Regions from separate parts of the Rattus norvegicus genome. Here region 1 is linked to region 2. Evidence: chromatin contacts called from public Hi-C data. All regions are on one chromosome and are shown on one strand. The core of a region is the stretch at or near the end of the contact, and the rest is flanking DNA. Distances in the headings are between cores, read along the strand shown.

Evidence for each region. Hi-C and Micro-C count contacts between places; a contact is called where the count stands out from the background.
Region 1: a contact with region 2 is called in a Hi-C map of frontal cortex, with 2.5 times the contacts expected there. The contact joins the promoter of Hrh1 here to the enhancer-like site in region 2. A contact is called at or near these places in 1 of 12 Hi-C or Micro-C datasets (frontal cortex) and 1 of 1 datasets of contacts at active chromatin or transcription factors (oligodendrocytes).

Annotation. Positions count from the first base shown.
Region 1 is chr4:149,119,183-149,123,908 of GRCr8, forward strand. Hrh1 (histamine receptor H 1) reads left to right here and starts at 1,329. Exons shown (of 2, transcript NM_017018.2): 1 at 1,329-1,391.
Region 2 is chr4:149,078,029-149,082,684 of GRCr8, forward strand. No RefSeq gene overlaps it. Among named protein-coding and RNA genes, the nearest start is that of Hrh1, 40 kb to the right of the region's middle. Within about 2 kb of position 2,638, at least 7 of the 93 cell types and tissues checked have an H3K27ac peak or open chromatin away from gene starts, as enhancers often do.

The sequences.
Region 1 (4,726 bases), core at 79-2,578, 40 kb after region 2:
AATATGGAAGCCTTAGAGTAGCAACTGGAAGTAAAGCATGCTGTAGATTCCTGAGCTCCTGGGTCTCCTGAGGTACAGGTCAGAAAGGGTCAGGGTCAGGCCAGGTTGGTACCCAGGGCGGCCAGCTATCCTGAATTCAGCCACCTGTTGCCTGGGTTCCTAATGGCATTTCAAATGACCCTGGAGTCCTACCTTGCAGACTGGCACAGACAGGCTCAAGGTCAAGGGCTACAGTGGGGTCTCTTACCAAGTAAGCCCTTTATGTAAATGACATCATGAACTTGTCCTCAGCTCCACCAAGTTGAAAACTTTGGCCCTTGGACTTGGGCTAGATAGGATAGAAGTTCAGTTCTCTCTGTGACACTGTAGACGTTAACAGGCCTCACTTCTCTCATCTGTAAATAGGAATGATGATTGCTCCTTTTTACTCATGTCGTTTGAGTTTTAAATAAGGGCCCTGAGGACTGAAAGAGGACTAAAGCATTCATACGAGTCTGTTGAAATGAGCCCCATGGGGTGGGGGCCTGCATTCCCAAGACTCCACACCACTGCAGGAGGATGAGCTCCTTCTAGGGGGTGGTGCAGGGTGTCATAGCAAGGAAGGGACACCCCCCTCCCTCAGTGGCCTTCCCTTCCCTGAGTGTTGCCTGCCATCTGAAGCCACAATTGAACGTTAAAAGGGTTTTCCGGGTAGCAAAGATGAAAGGAGAAACGCCCTCTCCTAGCTCAGAAAACGAAAACAGTTCCTTAAGTTTCTCCAACACACACACACACACACACACACACACACACACACACACACACACACACGCCTTCCCCTCTTAGACAGCACAGGTTCCGAAGTGAAATGGTACGGTGAAAGTTGAACTAGGAGAGCTTAGTGCAAGACCCTGAGTTCCAGCTCAGCCTTGCTAGATGAGGACAGGAGAGAAGGAGGCGAGGAGGGCGGAAGGCGAGAGCGCATTCATTCTTCAGGGTCTAGAGAATGTGGCTATGCGGTTCTAAACCTCCGGAGTCTTGGTGATCAGGTCAATCAGTGTCACTTATTTTTTCTGTCCACCTGTGGTTGAATTTGCGAAGTCCTCTGTCGGTTCCTCCTTATCTGAGGCTCTGCGTGCCTTCGGGTGAGAATGCAGTGGCAGTGGCGGAGGGCTGTCGTCTGGCTTCCTACCCGTCCTTGGCCTCTTGCCAAGCTCAGGGCTCCGCCACGGATGCGGGGCGCGGCGGTGGAAGCTGGGCGGGGGAAGGTGCCCTGGGGATGCTGGTAGGCGGGCCCCTCAGCGGCTCCTCCCCCGTGCCCGCCTTCGCGTGCTCCGGCCACCCCCGCGGCCGCCGCCACCGCATCGAGCAGACTGGCCGCCGCCACCAAACTTTCCCCGGAGCTGGCTCGGGTGAGTCGGAGCGCAGCGCGGGCAGGGGGCGGGAACCCGGTGGCGGGCGGCTGGCGAGGATGCGCTCAGGCCCAGCTCTGAGGTCCTCGCCCCCGCAGGGCTGTAGGGACACTCCGCAGGTGGCCGCACGAGGTGGGCGCGCAGGATGCTCTGGCAAAGCCGGCGGCCTGGGCAGGGTAGCGGAGCTGTGGGTGCTGTGCCTGGACGCGCAAACACCTGTGGCTTCCGGGAGCTGGGGCCGGGCGCACCCGTTAGAGTCGGCCTCCTGACTTCTGGGTCAGGGGGCCACCTCAGCGGCTCCCGGAGCTTCCTCGGGGTTTTTGGCTTTGATGCTAACCGTGGACAGAGACCCTGGGTGGAGGTCCTATCTCCTTGCCAAGCTCCGGACATCCGACATCCACTATCTTTCAAATCCTTCTGAACCTCCAGGACCCAGGTATTACTAGTATACCCACTTTTCAGAGGAGGAAACTGAGGCTTGGGAAGGGAAAGTTGTCCCTTAGAGAAGAGCCTTGAACCTGAATTGGATGACTCCAAGCTTCTTAGCTAGGTGGAACCCAAACCAGGTCTCTGGGTATGAGAAGCGTCTGAACCAGTGCTCCCTCTTTTCCTAGCTGGCTGTAACATTTTTCCCCCTGAACCAAAAGGCTGTAGCCAGGGTGTGTTCTGATGATGGAGATCCTTGAAGGCTACCTTTTCCGGGAGAGCGCTAGGGGATACCAAAATTCTGGAATTTACGCTGGGTTGCTCTGAAAGTTAGAATCTTGAACCAGAGCACAACTGTTCTTTACCGAAGCCACCTTTGAGGTGCTCGCTAGCTTGGGAGATGGAGATACAGGGTTGCTCCAGTCAGGGAAGCTGTCCTCCAACAGGGGGCTCCCACCTCCGGACGGAATGGAGCTGAGGGAACTGGAAGTATCCCTCCAGAAGATCCCCGGGCTGAGCGCTTGGAGAATGGATTCCTTATTGGGGGGTGGGGGGAGAGGGAGGGCGGGACCATGAACCCGGGTGAAGTATGTTACTGGAACATGAAGGAGAGAGTAGGCAGAGCTATGACAGGTCGAGTTTGAATGCTGCCCTCTTGGATGCCTGGAGGCCACCAGCAGCCCTTGAAGACAGAGAAAGAGCCCACCCGAGATGGTTTTGGATGGACATAGTTTATACAGCAGCCACGCAAGGCACCACTATTGAGCAATAGGTGGGCACTCACAGAGGTTAAATAGATTGCTTAGAGTTGGCCAGCTGGTCCATGGTGGAGTGGATTGAGTACCAATCTTGCCTGTATCTTAGACTACCAGTGAAGCTCAAGTGGCAGATGGAACCTCGGGTCCTTCTGTGCTGTGGCTGACAGCGGTGGAGATAAACAATAGAGGGGTGCTAGGCAACAGGGTCCACAGCACCCCTGCTTCTGCCTCTAATAGGTCTCTTTGGGTGGGTGGCTGCTAGTGAGTGTCTTCTCTGCAGGAATCCCTGCTCCACCCATGTTGGTACCCTGCTGTGTCTCTGGGCTTGCTGGACCTTCCATCCAGGGCCACCTATCTGTCCCCAAAACATTGCTCCAGGGGAGGGCAGGGTTTGACTGATGCTGTTTTGAAATACGTCAAAAGATCTGCAAAACTAGGAGGTAGCTGGGTATTACCCATCTACAATTTCAGAACCGTGCTGCCTGCCAGTGTCCTAGCACCCCCTCCCCCAGCACTGGGCAGTTCCAGGCCCCAGCCGTGAGCTGAGGATTGTGGGGAGGCATTCCCATGTGAACTTCTCTCCTGCCCACACTCCTCTCTACAGTCAAGGAGCACCTGGCAGAAGCACAATAGTTTTTCCTCAGTACCAAGGCATGGCAGAGAGGTTGAGGGTTCATTTCTGGGTCCACTCACCATGCTGTTTCTTATGTGCCATAACAAGTTTCTACACTTATTTCTGTGTCCCCATGTTTTGATTGGAGATGTTCATGGTTCCTTCGTCCTGGGGGTTGGCGAGAGAATTCACTGTGTTCACGTTGATACGGCACTGCAAAGGTATCCTGTAGTACACCGAAGTCCCATTGTTAGGGCAGCAGTTATCCCTGTGACACTGGCAGACCCAGCTAGGCAAGCCTGTGAGCTCTTGCTGCTTTGGTTTCGTTTTGTGATGCTGGGAACCCAGTTGGGAGCTTTGTTCGTGCTGGACAAACACTTGACCATGGAGCTACATCTCCAGCCCCAAGCCTCCTGGCTTTCTCGGCTGTAAACTGGGGCAGATCTAGCTAGATGCTCTATATGGCAAACGTCTTCTTGCAGTTTCTAATTTTAACAGGTAGCAGACGACTCAGCCAGCCAGACTTGTGCCAGGTCCCAGGGAGCTCCAGACATTGCTGCCATTGTCACCGCTACCCAGACCTGTCTCCTTCCCCTGGCAGGTTCAGCTTTGTGCTCTTGTGTGGTATGGATCTGGGGCAGTCTTCAAACACGTTTTCAAAAAGGAAGTGGTCAGGTTAGAATGCATGTGTGGAGTCTTGGGTTGGAGGCAGAAGTTGTTTCCTGTCTCCTGGATTTGAACTGTGTGGTCATTGCTTGGGTTCTCCAAGGAGAGGCAAGAGTCTTGACAATCATGGGGTTAAAGGGCACATTTGAGGTCTATTGGTTTATTTCACAAGGTCTGTCCACAGCTGTCCCAACAGAGGATACCAGCCGCTGCCTCTGAGAGTGTGCAGCTGGCTGTGGGGATGCTACGCGCCTTCTGAGCAAGGAGAGTGCATTCAGAGTTCTGCAGGCTCTCTCTCCCAGGGAAGCATAGTCAAGGTCGAAACTCATTTCTGTCCCTGAGAACTGAATACCGTGGACTCCAGTATCCGAATCTGTGAAATGGTCAGACATTACCAGTGTCTGTTTCTCAAGATCAGCTCAGATAGACAGGCAAAGAAAAGAGGGTGGGGTGGGGGACAACTGAGTGTATAAATGGCAAAGAATCACATGCAATTGTAAATAATTCTCATTAGCATTCAGGCTGGGCATTAGCTGTAATTGCTCCTGATCCAAGACGCTTTATCTGAAAGCCGTACCTGGCAGAGGATCATTCAAGCCTCAGTCACCCGCTGCCCTCTCTTTCACAGTGATGCAGAGCATTGCTGAGTCTCGGGATGTAATTATAACAAAGCTTCTGTATCTTACTTATAAGTGACTCACTTCTGCCATTAATGGTGGCAGAGGACTCAGCCACACACTCTTAGGGAACAATGCTGCTGATGCTGCTCAGGGCGGGGTGGGGGGCTGGGGTGCCTCGCCTCATTTCTACATTCATCAACCACTTGGTAATTCTCTGATGATCCTGCAGGAGGATCACATGGACTGAAACTA
Region 2 (4,656 bases), core at 1,388-3,887:
TTTTCCTAAAAAGACTCAGATACGGTTTTCTCTGGAGAAGACATAAAATGAATCATCATGCAGAAAATCCCCAAGAATGCAGCACACAGGAACCAAAACCCTAAAGCTGGAGATGAAGGACAGAGGTTGCGGCAATCCGCTCAGCTTTGCTGGGACTGTGTCAGGCTGCTGTGCTGGCTTCATGACTCTACGTTTCCAGTGCATATGGCTGTGCCAGTTCCCCAAGTTAGGGTTCGGTATAGTTAGCCCCTTACATCTGCAGAGCCACACGCACAGATTCAGGAACATGTTAGGGCTTGGGGAGGTTGTGTTCTCTACACAGAGCAGGATAAAGATTTGGGTAGCATCTACGTTCTGTCAGTATTACAATCTAGAGATGACATAATGTATGTGGCAGGTCTGTATAGCCTTCATGCAAATTCTACTGTATTCTATGTAAGGGACCAGAGCATCCACAGATGTTGCTATCTGTGTCCCTTGAGGATAGTATTTACCAAGTGCCGAGCTCTGAAGGCTGAAACTTGAGGTCTGGCAGGTAGACAGAAAATGAACACTAATGGAGTGTTTCATATACGTAAAACAGGAAAATAAAACCAGTAGTGGACAAATGGATAGCTTGTTGAAAGCAATAGGCAAAGACTGATTGTGCAATCAGGCATAGTTTAGTAGTGTGTGGGGATCAGAGGTAGATACTACTATTGGAAAAAGTGACCCCTGTGACAGGGAGTTCAGGGAAGCCTTGGACTGGCTCCTTGACCAGAGTAAGAGGCTTTATCATGGCTGTAGGGTGCTCCTCACATAGAAGCAAAGTTGATGGACAGAAGGCATCAAGTATGAAGTCAGAGGTAAACTTGCCAGGACCTTGAGAAAAAAAATAGTGTGATATACTGGGAGCAGGCAGCTACTTGGAGCTCCTGGTCCCCAAATGCCTGTCAGCATTCTCTCCGTGGTGCCCCTCCCCCACCCTTTCAGAAGTCGCCACAATGAGGGGTCCGTTTCTCTTCATGGAAGAGCAACAGCAGAGCCTTTGCTCATTAGCATAATGACTGTTAAAAATAAACGAGTTTCCAGAGGTGAAATCCGTAGCTTGTTAGGCAGCTTAATGGATGCGGGAAGTAAGCTCTTGAGATGAGTGCAATTCAGTGCATGTAGCTTGGCTACAGCATTTTAGAGGCCCTCTCTCCTGGCACGAACACAGTGTAAGGAACCAGTCAGCCCCAGGGAGGCACTTCTCCACGTCCCTAATAGACTGTGTCCCGCCATCAGCTAAGGATGACTTGGGGTGGCCTGTAGCAGTCATAGACTAGGACCAGAATGTTCTGTCTTGCGCCTAACCACACTGGAGTCTGCTTTTCTATACTAGCTACTTAATCAATGTCTGCATGGGGGCAGAACTTGACTGCCCAATAACGTGATGGCAAGATTGTCTTCATTCCTATCAGATTGCTGTGACAAAAGCATGTGGCAGAAACACATCAAGACAGGGGACATTTATTTTGGTCATGGTTTGAGAGCTCTTCAGTCCATGAGGGTGAGGGACGTGTAGAGCTGCAGCTCAGGTCATGGCACTGGGCATGTGCAGCAGAGGCTGCCCAGGTCATGGCAAGTGAGGAAGTAGAGCCAAGTCAGACTCCAGGGGCTGTCTTCAAAGGCCCACCCCAGTGATCTGCTTCTGCCACTAAGGTCTTATCTCCTGAAAATTCAGTAGCCACTAGATGAGGTGCTCCAGCCTGAACCTGTTGTGCACTGGGGCATGGAGTGGTGCTGCCTCACTCAATTAACCTAATCTGGACAACCCTTCGTAGACAGGCCGAGAGGTTTGTCTCTGTAGGGACTCTAAAGTCTGTTAAGATAGCAACCAAAATTAGCCATAAAGCATTGAATGCGGCCTATTGGGTGGTGGCAGTGGTGCTGTGCGTGTGTGTGTGTGTGTGTGTGTGTGTGTGTGTGTGTGTGTGTGTGTGATATGATTTGTTTTGAAAGAGGATCTCATTGTATAGCCTATAGCCTTCGGTGACCTGGAACCGGCTATGTAGGCCAGGCTGCCCTTGAGTAGTTGGTCTTCCAGAGATCCTCCTGCCTCTGCTTCCTGCAGAGGAATTAAATGTGTGTGCCACCGTGCTGGGCACTTTTTGTCCCAGCTCCTCCCAAACAGACTAAGACAGCACTTACCACTTTGGATGTCATTATTCATATTGCTCTCCCAACTAGACTAGAGACCCCCAAGGCTGAGATGAGTCTGTCTATTTTATACTACGCACAGAGCACGTAGTAGGTGCTCAGCAGACATTTGTGGAATGGATGACCAGTGGTCATCTTGTTCCAGCTCTGATCACCATGCACAAGCCAAGTGCCCTTTGAGGAAGGGACCACTTTTAACGTGGTTCCCAAATGGGAGCCTGAGGGTCAGAGAGATGATGTTGCTCACAGAAGAGTATGGGTTTCAAAGTTGCCCAGCCTGAGGCACCAAAGGCTATATCCTTGAACAGGCTAGGTTGTCACCACCAGACAAGAGCAGAAGAGCCTGGAATCTGGGCTGAGGGAGAGCAATAGAACAAGCAGCAAACACTGGTTCTCTCTGGCCAAGAGTCTCCAGGCACCCCTGAGCCAAAGCCTTGCTTCTGTGGACGCTTCCAAGCCAGGAAGCTGCAGACTTCAAGAGCTGGTCCTGGGCCAAAGAGATTTGGCTGCGGCTTTAGCCTACAGAGTCCTATCATACTCACAGGAGCCTGCGGTGCTGCCATAATTATCCACATTCTGTAAAGAAGGAAGACACTCCACAGAGAGGAAGTGACTTGTCCATGGTCACATGACTTGTGCATGACTCAGAATTCCATGGTTGGTCTGAATCCACATTCTTTTCAATTACTATGTCCCCTTCTAGAAAGAGAACACTTTTCAAGATTAAAAAAGAAAAAGAGCCTGCTGTGGTCTAACTAAAATCCAATTATGTTTCTCTAACTGATTAAGGTCCAATTCCATTGCAGTGACAGGCAGACAGGGAAGTTAAAGAACATGGAGTCCCATTCCCCAGAGAATGCCATATCCTACCACATAGGTCTGGTCATCTGCCAGTCATTGTGATTTTTCCTGTCGTATTTGTGTTATGGAAACATCCTCTGGTATGGTTAAGCCCTCCCTTGACACGTTGAGAAATTGAGGACTGCAGCTTAAGCAATTTCCTAACTTAGCAACACCTAGGAAATACTAGAGACGATCCAAACCCCACTTGAGTCCAGAACCCATTCCTTGAGCCAGTGCACTTGACTGAACTCTGTTGAACACTTTGCACCCACTGTGCCATTTAACGCTCTGACACTTGGGACTCTTTCTTATAACTGAAACAGATGACACTTGCGAACAGCCTCTGCCAACCAGAGACCCCCTAGATGCAGCTTAACCTCCTTGAAGCTACCTGTCCTGCCCAGGGGCTTCAATAACTAACTCACCAGGTCCATGGGGTTGCATAGTCTGAAAACGTCTCAGACACTGTTAAGCAGTAGGGGAAAGGGATGGTTACCATTCCCCCGTGCTTGGCTCATGAGATCTTCCCAACCCTCCCAACCCTCCCAACCCTCCCAACAGGAATGACCCTCCTTATGTGAAGAAGAAGAAACAGAGGCTCAAAGAGAAACTTTAACAAACACATGACCACACTATATATCTCTAGGAACAGGGGTTCCTACCCCAGCCCACCCAGAACATCAACCTACTCTTGAGACCCCCAAATTTGAAGTCCTCTTTCTCGAAGCCACCCGAGAGCCTGGAAGGTCAAATGCTGTTGCTCTTTGTGGTGATTTAAGTGAGAAATGTCACCCATAGGCTCCTGTATTTGAATACTTGGCCCACACATGGTACTGCTGTTTTGGGGGCTGTTATAGAACCCTGGAAGGTACAGCCTTGCTGAGGGAAATACATCATTGGGGTGACCTTTGGGAGCTCATAGCCTCACCCAACTCTCTGCTACTTGCTTGCAGTTGAGATGTGATCTCTTAGGTTTTTTTGCTCCAGTCACATGCTGTCATGCCTCCCCTCTGCCATTATGGATCCCCTCTCTGGAGCTGTAAGAACAAGTAAGATTTTCTATAAGTTGCCTTGGTCATAATATTTTATCACTGAAACAGAAAATAGTCTTACCTAGGACTCCAGGATGAGATCCAGACCCAGGTGTGACTATCAAGGCCCCATTCTTAGTCTATTAAGAAAGGCAAGCATAGGGAATAGCTCAGCAACCTGGGACTCCGCTCAGTTGGGCTACACACATCCTTCTTATAGTGCACATGGAAACCTAGACCTTCGTGTATATACTGTACACACACCTCTCTTTTTAACAATGTACCTGGTAACCTAGGCCTCCTTCCAGCACTGAGCTACACACACAGCCCTCTCTAAACAATGGAATCAGTTTCTCTTCCATTTCTAGTCAAACACATTACCAGTATAGACCAGTATGTAGGATGGTCAATCTGTCATGAACAAATTTGGGGATAAACTGTGTCTTATAGGTGAACTTTTAGGGAGAACATTCTATTTGCCCTTATACCTTTGCATAATTATCTGTATGATTAAAATCGGATGCATAGTGGGAAGGGACATGCTCAGTGGGTAGAAGCTTACGTAATGCAGATCTGCCAATTAAAATAGAGGACTTCTTTA